Linked DNA regions of Rattus norvegicus: region 2 is linked to region 1. Evidence: chromatin contacts called from public Hi-C data. All regions are on one chromosome and are shown on one strand. Each heading gives the region's core, a stretch centred on a gene start, on an enhancer-like site or on the middle of the called end of the contact. The rest is flanking DNA. Distances are from core to core; before and after follow the strand shown.

What was found. A called contact is a pair of places that touch in the nucleus more often than the background predicts.
Region 2: a Hi-C map of Schwann cells shows a contact between it and region 1, with 11 times the contacts expected there. The contact joins the promoter of Eml1 here to the enhancer-like site in region 1. A contact is called at or near these places in 8 of 12 Hi-C or Micro-C datasets (the A7r5 cell line, the Rat2 cell line, Schwann cells and 5 more).

The regions. Positions count from the first base shown.
Region 1 is chr6:133,037,517-133,042,688 of GRCr8, forward strand. Cyp46a1 (cytochrome P450, family 46, subfamily a, polypeptide 1) reads left to right here. Exons shown (of 15, transcript NM_001399701.1): 13 at 1-16; 14 at 622-688; 15 at 931-1,651. The coding sequence ends at 1,101. Among named protein-coding and RNA genes, the nearest start is that of Cyp46a1, 28 kb to the left of the region's middle. Within about 2 kb of position 3,030, at least 37 of the 93 cell types and tissues checked have an H3K27ac peak or open chromatin away from gene starts, as enhancers often do. A contact at or near this core is called in Schwann cells, where this site is marked.
Region 2 is chr6:133,103,261-133,108,432 of GRCr8, forward strand. Eml1 (EMAP like 1) reads left to right here and starts at 2,674. Exons shown (of 22, transcript NM_001399711.1): 1 at 2,674-2,810. The coding sequence starts at 2,744. It overlaps LOC134479476 (a long non-coding RNA gene), which reads right to left and starts at 2,399. Exons shown (of 2, transcript XR_010052838.1): 1 at 1,570-2,399; 2 at 1-527.

The DNA.
Region 1 (5,172 bases), core at 1,780-4,279:
GCCCTGGAGCGCCCAAGTAAGTCCTTCCTTGAGCTGCTGTGATGGGGTGGGTCTGTGGGTGAAGCATCATCACGGAGGCCTCTGGACTGCCTTACCTGCACCCACAGCCCCTCCAGAGCCCCGGGAGGGGGCTGTGGCTGCCCTCACAGCTCACTTGCTCTCAGGGTCCTTTTCTTTTGCTGGGATAAATACTCTGACAGTGTTGACTTTGTCAGGGGGAAAGGGCTTGGCTTAGCTCACAGTTTAAGGATGCAGTCCGTCACTACTGAAGTCACAGAAGCGGAGGGCAGAGAGGACAGGGCATGGCTGTGCCAGCTCTTACCTGGCCTCTCCATCTTATAGCCCAGGATGCCCTGCCCAAAAATCGGGCCACGCCCAGTGGGCGGGGCTTCCCACCCAATAACGTGACCCGGATAATGGTCTCCCAGCATGCCTCCTCCCAGCTTCCAGATCCTGCCAGGTTGATGATCAACACTAACTGACACAGGTGTCTGAGGGGCAGAGCTCAGCAGTTTCCTGAGGATGGCTCTGCTCCTGGGCCTAAGCTGGTCATGTGGGGGAAGGGACAGTGGTGGGACACCCTGCTCTTTGTGCTGACCCTGAAGGGCCTCTCTCCTGCAGGCCGAGGTTTACCTACTTCCCCTTTTCCCTGGGCCACCGGTCCTGCATCGGGCAGCAGTTTGCTCAGGTAGGGGCGTGTTGCCTGGGGCCCCCAAGAAATAACTGCAGGGTGGGACCAGGCTGGTGGCCTGGGGGGGGCGGGGAATTGGGGGCTGGGGCTGAGTGTGCCAGACAGGAGAAAAGAAAGGAGAATCTGCGTCTGTGCTTCTCCACTGGCTCTCTGTGTTCTCCCTTTCCTATCCTCCTTCCTGTCTTCACTGCTTCCCCCTTCCCCCTCTCTCTCCTTCCCTCCATGTCCCTCCCCTACAGATGGAGGTGAAAGTCGTTATGGCCAAGCTGCTTCAGAGGCTCGAATTCCGGCTGGTACCTGGGCAGCGCTTTGGGCTGCAAGAGCAGGCTACGCTCAAGCCACTGGACCCTGTGCTGTGCACCCTGAGGCCCCGGGGCTGGCAGCCTGCACCCCCACCCCCACCCTGCTGAGCCCTGGGTAGGGTCAGACTCCTCGGACCAGGGCCTCATTGGCCCCCATTGCTGCCCATGGCCACCCACTGGCGCCCCTGACCCTTCTGCCACCTTCCACGATGGCTCCTGGCAGGCCCTGTCCCCTCGCCTGCTTCACACCCTCGTGCTTCCTGTCATCTGCTGGCTTTTCAGCTCTTTCTGGTGGGCCCTGCCTGACCCCCAGCTACCACCGCCACCATCCTCATCTCTCCCAAACCTCTGAACTTCTGCACTGGCCACACCCTCAAAAGAGACTCCCTAACTCCTGCTCACTCCCTAATCTCTTCAAGTGACACATCCCCCAGGAAGCCCTCCTTGCTACCCACGGCCAGGCCAAGGTCTTTCCTCTGTGCTCCTACCTCTAACACACTGACCACACTGTATTGTGAATGTCTGCTCATGTGACCAGCTGCCCTGCCAGGCTGTGAGCACCACAGGGCAGGGTCTGTGTGCACCTTGCCTCTGAGGCCCCTGCTGCAAACTAGGGTTTGGAACAGAGTCGATGCCCAATAAATGTGTGTTGACTGCATGAACGTACGGCCGCCCAGGCCACAACCCTTCCCTTTCTCCTGGGTGCAGGGTGGGATGACGAGGTTGATCCCTGGGGTCTGGTAAAGCTCTAGAAGCTGCGTCCTTCAGAGGGTCCGAGAGAAGCCAGACAGGCTGTAGCAGAAACCAGTTTCCTATACTGGTAGGGCAGGGTGCTGTGTGCCTCAGGTAGCAGGAGGGGTCCTGGAATTGAGATGTGAGAGGGGTGTGTGTGTGTGTGTGTGTGTGTGTGTGTGTGTTAACTGCCTCACACCCGCCCTCACCTGTGGGCACTGTGTTGCACATAATGACCTAGTCAGAGGAGGCATTGGTGGCTCTGGGGTCAGGGGAATATCAGACCCTAAAGTAGAGGGAGCCCTGGGAGCCATGTGCTCTGGGGCCAGTCCAGGAGGCATGGTCCCAGCTCCTCCTTCCCCAATGGGAGCCTGAGTCAAAAACAAACTTCTCTTCCTCAGCCTGGCTGCTTCTCCGCACCAGGGGAGGTGTAGAGCTGTGAAGACCGTCAGTATACGTTATCTCCCTGGGTCTTGAGCAGTCTCGAAACTTCCTAAGGAATGGATGAAGTCAAAGCTCAGGGAAGGAGGTGATCTGCTCTGTACAGCTGGGGCCTGAGGTGCAGCTGGGAACAGGGGAGCATGTGCCCGGGTTCCTGACCTGTTCCTGCCCCAGCCCGGCTGTCTTGTACAAGTACTTTGGTCACAGCTTCTGGGCAGGAGCTTGGGGATGCCTCTGGAGCTGCAGGCCTGGTTCCTGTTGTACTCCCTCCTGTCTCTCTCTGGTGCACTAGCCAGGCTTGGCCTGCGTTTTACAGGCAGAGCCACCCTTGACTTGTCAGTGCCCCTAGCAGCCCTAGGATACTGTCTCTCATGTTGTCCTGAGCTCTGCCCTGCTCTGACCCCCTAAGGCACCTCTGAAGCCATCTGTCCTATTCACGACAGCCCCACTTTCTGTCATGGCTGGGCCTGACCCCACAGGAGAGCTCCCTCTCCACACCCACCCAGAAGGACGGAGGGTCATTGTGCTTCTGCGCTGTAAGGGCACAACCTGGCCTCTGGAGGAGTGGCTCTTTTCAGAAATGTTCAATTGCCCATGTTAGCATTCTCTGGCTTGGACTGGTAATGGCTGAGTCTTCACTTCCTCCCTGCCTCAAATCCTCTCAGGGGACAGGAAATGGAAAAGTCACGGTCACGATGGAATCAGGACTCACTCATGGACCTTCGTACCTGGTGGCCTCTCACTGCAGGCCCGAGTCAGAGCTCTGGGCTGGAACCTAAAGGATGGAGAGAGAGGACAGGAGGACCCTTGGCCAGCTCCTGGAGGGGTTGGTGCCCTGCCTAGACCTCCTGAACCACTCCCTGCAAGGGGCGGGGCTCTCAGTCCAGCAGAAGTCAAATCCTGACCTCAGCTATCACCGGCTTTGCAGCTTGAAGTTCAGTTTCCTCATTCAAAAGGGAGGGCAGATAACAGGACTCACTCCTCTGGGCCGGTGGAGCGGTTAGGTGTGATCATGAGTGGGGTGGAGCGTGGCACAGTGCCCGGGAATCCCTTCCTGCCCGCCGTTATTAACGTCTTTATTGCTTGCTCCTTGTAGGGAAAGGCAAGCTTAGGAAAGACCTGCAGTCCCCAGAGGAACCACATGGGGCCACCCTGGAGCAGCTCTGGAACGGCCTGCTCACCCACTGTGCCGGGATACCCTGCACCTTCCACACCCTGCTGGGTGCCTGGGTTTTGGAGACAGCACCTCAGGCTCTTGCTGGCCATCAACCTGACCCTCGGTCTTTGATACCTTTCCTAGAGATTGACCTGAACTGTGGGATGCTAGGAAGGGGAAAACCTTATATCCAGAGCCAGGTGGACCACAGACCACAGATGGGAATTGCTGGTCAGAAATGCACGAAGCAGAGAAGGCTGGGTCCAGGCTATCTCATACTACCTGTGATGCCCTCCCCACGGACTCTGGAGGATTGCTGTCTCACTGCCTGCCTCGAGGCAATGGTGACCTTTTCTGACAATGTCCTTCCTTGTAAACTTGGACACAAGAATGTGGGGAGGACATGAGGTCTGAATCTTCACTCTCCCCTGGCAGGAAGCTTCCAGTATTCATGGCCTTGGGTAGCCGGTTTATATCCTTCCTTCTCCCAGACTTGAGACCCTTTAATTGTGGGTCACTCCAACTCCCAAGCAGACAGAGCGGTTGCCTCTGCAGGAGGCATGCTGGGAATTCTCGCTGTCAGGGGTAAGGTGTGGGTTCCGATCCTTCAAGGGTGGAGCCCAAAAAGAGATTGAGGATTCCACGGAATGCTGACCACTTGGAAGCGCCCATCTTGCTGTGTTCAGGTCCTAGCTGTTGCAAGAGAGCTGGGCATGGGTCAGAGTCAGGGAGAGCTGCAACAGGAGCATTATGTCCTCCCAAGTGGCTAGCCAGGTTCCAGGGTCTAATCTGGGTGGGATGGGGTGGGTGGGAGTCTGAGGACCCATCTCTGCTTTTACTCCCTCCTCAGTCCATGGCTGGGGTTAGCCCAAGAGTAGTGTCTGTGGCCAAGACCTCTGCTGGTCCTGGGACCAGGGCAAGGACCTGTCTCTGTGTGAGAGACCCCAGGCAGGGCATTAGTAGAGGTAGCCTTGGAGGATGGGAACCCACACCTTACCTCTGACAGCGAGAATTCCCAGCATGGCTCCTACAGAGATAGCCCCTCTGTCTGCTTGGGAGCTGGAGTGACTCGCTTAAGAGTCCATCTGTCACATGCATCTTATAGGCAAAGAGGAGACTATGGAACATAGAGAGGCTCTCAAGAGGCAGCCACCGACATTGGCATGTCTGGGTTCAGCTCCCCTGGGACGTGCATGAGGCCCCAGTTCTATAGATAAATCTTTTTTTTTTTTTTTTTTTTGGTTCTTTTTTTCAGAGCTGGGGACCGAACCCAGGGCCTTGCGCTTCCTAGGTAAGCGCTCTACCACTGAGCTAAATCCCCCAGCCCCTAGATAAATCTTAAGGGGGCTTTCCCTGTCACAGGGCCCAGGGCAGTGTGGGGCCTCAATGCCCAGGAGCCTTGTCCAGACAGGAAGCCTTTCTATGAGCCTCTTCCTGTCTTCACCACAAGGTAGAGTTACTAGGGCCCTGCACCAGATGTGAGAGCTTTGACCTGAGGAGCCACAGGTTGCCTCTCCTCCCACCAGGGACACTGGAGCAGCCGGACTGGCCTGTTTGGTCTCTCTCCTGGCCTGGAGCCTGGAGGCGGCTCAGGGAGTGTTTTCCTTGTACCTGGAGTTGGACCAGGGGGGCTGGGTGTACAGAATTAATTTCCAGAGCTGTGCTGGAATACACAGGTCTCTCTCTGTGTGTGTGTGTGTGTGTGTGTGTGTGTGTGTGTGTATGTGTATGTGTGTGTATATGTGTGTGTGTGTGTGATTGCATGTGCCTGTGTATTTCCCAAGTGCATATGCTCTCTGTGATTAAGTAAGAGTCGTGTGTGTGTGTGTATGTGTGTGTGTGTATGTGTG
Region 2 (5,172 bases), core at 1,424-3,923, 65 kb after region 1:
TTTTTCTTCTTTCTTTCCCTTCATTTTTTCTTCCCTCCCTCCCTCCCTCTCTCTCTTTCTTTTTTTCTTTCTTTCATTGTTTTGTTTATTTTGGCTTTTTGAGACAGGGTTTCTCTGTATAGCCCTGGCTGTCCTAGAACTTGCTCTGTAGAGTATCCCAGCCTTGAACTCAGAGATTCGCTGGCCTCTGCCTCCCGAGTGCCGGGATTGAAGGCTGAGCTATAGTTTCTTTTTGTTGTTCAGCACTGAACATGCCAGGCTAGCTGGCCCATTAACTCTCACATTTTCCCCCCCATGTCTGTCTCCCGTCTTACTGTGGGAATGTCAGGACTGACAGTGGGAACTACCACACCTAGTTTGATATGGCCCTGACTGAGCATTCCAGCTCAGGGCCTTATGCTTGGGTAACTTTCTTCACCAGGCCATCTTCCCAGACCCACGTCTCAGCTTTCTAGTGACGCTATCCAGCTTGTCCGCAAGTATTTCCGCAAAGCAGCGAGGAGAGAGCATAAAGGTTGGGAGGGGAGCTGGGGAAATGAGAAGTCAGAGGGCTTAGAGTGAGTATTAAATCTCTCCCTTGGGAAACTCCCTCCCTTACAGATGGCAGAGGAGCTGCGTGTGCCAGGTTGGGGACAGTGAGGACTCTTGACCAACCATCCGCCAACCATCCTTGGTCTCATTTCCTTTCCTGCCCATGGACCACGCGCAGTCTTTACCGGGGGCATCTGGGGACCTGTCTCCCACCAACGTTCTCTCTCCACAATGCTGCAGGGCCACCTGGAGGCATCTGTCCTCACCATGTACGTGGGGTTTTCTCTAGCCTGGTCCTTTGTAGATGCTGCTCTATAGAGAAGGGAGGACAGTGCCAACCTCCTGGAAGCTCTGTGCCGGCAGCTTCCTGAGGCTATTTCCTCTTCGGAGCTGCTGGCTTCCTGTCTGTTCTTTCCGCACTCCCCTCTCTGCCTCCCCACCGCTTTGGTACCAACACCTAGCTAACTTTCTACTTGTTGCTTTAGAAGGCTCACCCAGTGATCGCTTTGCCAGGGTCTCCTACAACTGCCATAGCGATCTAATGGAAGATTTGCTGTCCTGGCTCGACCTTCCTCATCCATCTGGGCCTGTCCTACAGTAATCTCCCTATAGCCCATCCTCCAGTCTTCCTCCCTGTGATCATCTGGGCTTCTTGGTGCCCCATCTCTGGAGCACTGAAGGCACATTGGGTTGTTTGACAAGTCCTGATTCTGGCGGTCCAGGTCACAGCCGACCTCAGCCCTCTAACCCACCCATCCACCGATGCCTGAAGACTTCCTTTTGCCCTTCGGTCTGCAGAGCCTGTCTTGTTTTTCCCTTCCAGGCTTCTTGTCTGGACCCTTTCCCTCAGCCCAATCTCATTCCCCATATGTCTGCAACACGAGCCCCCCAGTCAGGTCAGGCCAAAGCTCCTAGCCTGACAGCAGGCTCTCTCATCTTCCTCGTTTCCCTGCTAGCGTGGTTCTCCCTCACCCATGTGGTACAGTTTAATCAACAACATCTGGAGCCCTCCTGCTCCACCCATCACACATTTCCTACCATATAACCGCGTTTTCTAAGTGTGGTCTCCTTAGGACAGGGACGAGGCTTGAGCTTCTCTTCCTTCTGCCTACATCTTTGAGGACCAGAGTGACACATCCCATCCCTAGCCTTGTCCTCTAGTGAAGTGTGAGAAAATAGACTTCAGAGTCCTAGAGAGGTCTGGAACTTTTCCGGTTAACTTTCGATTTCGTTATAATCACGTGACTATTAGGTGACAATTGTATTCAAGATCTGGAAGTTAGAATTTCACCTCTAGTGGACAGAGCCCACCCATCGCTCAAGCCTTCCTTTCTCTTCAGCTTTCTCGCTTATCACTTGGCAGAATCTTTATTTCTAGCCATGGGTAGAAAGGTTCAGATCGCTAACTTAGCTGGCACTTATGTATCTAGGCTGAGTGTGTTTACTGACTCTTGGGTTTGTTTCTTACAATTTTCTTAAGTTGACATTCTCTTCCTGGTGGTGAGCCCAGACCTGTGGGTCTTTAACAATGTAGTCTAAGGTGACAGCATCATACGAGCTGGTCACAGAGGAAGGAGGACGTGGTACACCTCTTTCTGCATCCTTAGTCCCCCATGGGGTTCGAGGGTTCTCGGAGTTACAAGCCCTGAGCTGGAGAACTTGCAGATCAGGGGATGAGCCTTACTGGAAGTGGTCCGGTGGGAGGCGCTATGACGGTGGCAAGCACCACTGTGTTCCAAGTTTAGTGCAGCAGCTGTTCGGGGTGCCGGGGGCACAGCGCGTGGAGGACAAAGGGTGGGCAAGAGGGTCCCCAGGGTCCGGGAAAGGGCTGTAAGCGTTCCTTGGCTTCTCTCCCTTTCCTCCCCACCCCCACCCCCAACCCGGAGCATTCTGGCTGTAGACCTTAGGAGCAAGGACCAGGGAGGGGACCAGGGCGGGGACCCAGGCGGGACCCAGACGCGCCCAGCTCTGTGCCCCGCCCGCCACGTCTCCTCCGGGCCATGCCACCGAGGCCGCCCCCTCGCGGGCAGCGCGGGCGCCGGTTGCTCGTTCTCGGCGGCGGCGGCGGCAGCGGCGGCGGCGGCGGGCCCGGGTTGCCATGGTGACCGGCGGCAGCCACAGCAGGGCCGGCCCCAGCGCCAGCGCCGCGGCGGCTCGGCAGGGCGCAGTGTGTGGGTGAGCGCGGCCGGAGCGGGCGCGGCCCGGCCTCAGCATGGAGGACGGCTTCTCCAGCTATAGCAGCCTGTACGACACGTCCTCGCTGCTGCAGTTCTGCAACGGTGAGCATGGGCGGGCGGACGGGGGCACGGGGACCGAGCGGCGAGGGCCAGGCCGGGCCGCGGGCGAGGCCGCGCCAAGTGGCTCCGGTTCCCGCCGGCGCATTGTGCTGGGGCCGCGGGGCCGCGCTTCTCCCGGGCTGCGGGCTCCCGGGCTCCCCGATACCCATCCCGGGCTCCCGGCGAGGGCGGATCTGTGGTTCTCAGAGCCCCAGCGGATGCAGCGGCGGAAAGCGCGCGCGGGAGCCCGGGAGCCCCGGAGCCGGGAGGCCCGGGCAACCTCGTCGTTCCGGGGACGTGTTGCTCTTTCGCTTCCAAACTCACATCTGTTTGGACAGTGCTGGATGCAGAACTCAGCAAACAAATCACTGCCGGAACAAAAAAACAAAACAAAAACAAAAACAAAAACAAAAACCTTTTCAGGATGCAGGCAGGGCTGGCTGCAGATGGACCTCCAGAATCCTTTTGGGGTCACTTGGATGGAATCATCACGGTTAAATGTGCTCCGGAGCGGGTGGACCTGGCTTAAAAGTGTTAGACCTTATTTATTTTGTTTATGGCATCATAGATTTTTTTTCTCTTTCTCCGGGTATATGTGTGTGGCAGTTTTTACAGGGAGGAGACAACCATTGCTACCAATATGGCATCTTAAAAATATATAGAATCATACGTGCTGTAAAGATTTTATAGTCTCTCTAGCAGGGTTGGGAAAGATTTTTTTCCATCGCGCTCTGCATATTTTATCAGAGCGTGATGTACGATAATTCATGCACAAAAGTTTACCACACTTTTTTTTTTCATATTGGGAGTTATTGCCTTGGCAGAAGTTCGTTAAGGGGTGAAGTGTGGCTTTTGCAGAATTTGCTCGAGTGCAGCCAGGATAAATTTCAATTCCAGACCCTTGAACGACTGGAGAAAATTTACATTGCAGTTGTAATTCTAGGGAAATGTTTCTTGCTTGGTACCACCTGTTTGCAAAAGAGGGCTGGCTATCTCTGAGCATTCAGAGGGACGAATGTGCTGATTCACTCGGTACCCTGTTTCCCTTTGTCTGGTGGAATTTGCCTTTTTCTTTTAATGACTATATATACTTACGGTTTTCATGTGGGGCAGATAGATTGTGTTTGGTTTCCCACCGGCCACTGGGGTACTTAATAGTATAGACTCATGGGAATGTTTCTGCTCCGGGGCAGGTTGAACAGATTCTTCAATTAGCACTTTGAATAGTTTCCTTAATTGACTGATAATCAATCACGTCTAAACAGCTACTTTTGCAGTCCCGGGCAGGTACAGCCTTTAGCGTGGTTCTGGTGGATTCTCATTGTGTTGACTGGGACAGGCGTGAGGCGCACAAAAAGGAACGTTAGCCAGGCACAAAGCCTTTGCATACCCCGTATGTGGGCATATTATTGACAGTTGGAGTATGAAAATGGGCACAGGAACTTTATTGGGGCAGCTCTTCAGGGTGGGGCACCCAGCTTCTTTGGTAGTTCGGCTATAAAATTGTTTCATTTGTAAGTTGTTTCATTTTGGACTCTTGCCTTCTATCGGCTGCCGGCTTAGGGCTGCTGGTATGATATTTGGCTGGTAGTGAAGATTCGGAAAGGAAGCTGAAAACCAGCTCTTTTATGCTGGGGAGGTGACAACTGGGGGAAAAATAGCTCTAAGACAGAACAATAATGGTGCTTTAAGACCACACCAACAACTGTTGAATTTGTTTCCCTTGAAGAGTTAGCTCTGCAGTATGTAGTTTTTGGAGTTACCTTCGTGATGAAAGTTTAAAACCAAAGAGGCTTTGGGGGATAGAAATGGCTGTTATCCAGGGGTGTCTTAGGCAACAGATGTGCTGGCGTGAAGTTAGTCAGTAGGTTTGCATGAAGTGAAAATATAAATGAATCCCACTCGGTTAACTGCGACCATGATTCAGTTGAAGCAGCAGGTCACAGAGATGCCGTCTCAAAAAGAACTGAATGAAACTTGAGTGTTTCCTTAGGGGCATCAGGAAGGGGGTCCTTGACTTTTAAAGTAGAGATTTACATCACCGGGGCTAGGTCCCAGCGGGGTAATATGTGAACTCACACATTTTCATATGCCCAGCTCGACTCAAGATTTTCAAAGTGACAGGGACTCAAGTCCTAGCTGTACTGGATCATCCTCAGAAGAGGCAGCACACACTTACCGAGCGGATGGCCACAAGACAAAGTACCGGTGGAAGGACACATCTGTAAGAGACGCTCCCCTTAGCAATGAGATGTCTAAGCTCACCTCTCAACTGTTTTCTGTTGTCTCCCGGTACTTGGTCTCTACTGCCTGCCAGCTAGGAAGTTCAGAAGCCTTCGAGCTCCTGAAAAGGCTGTCCATGCAC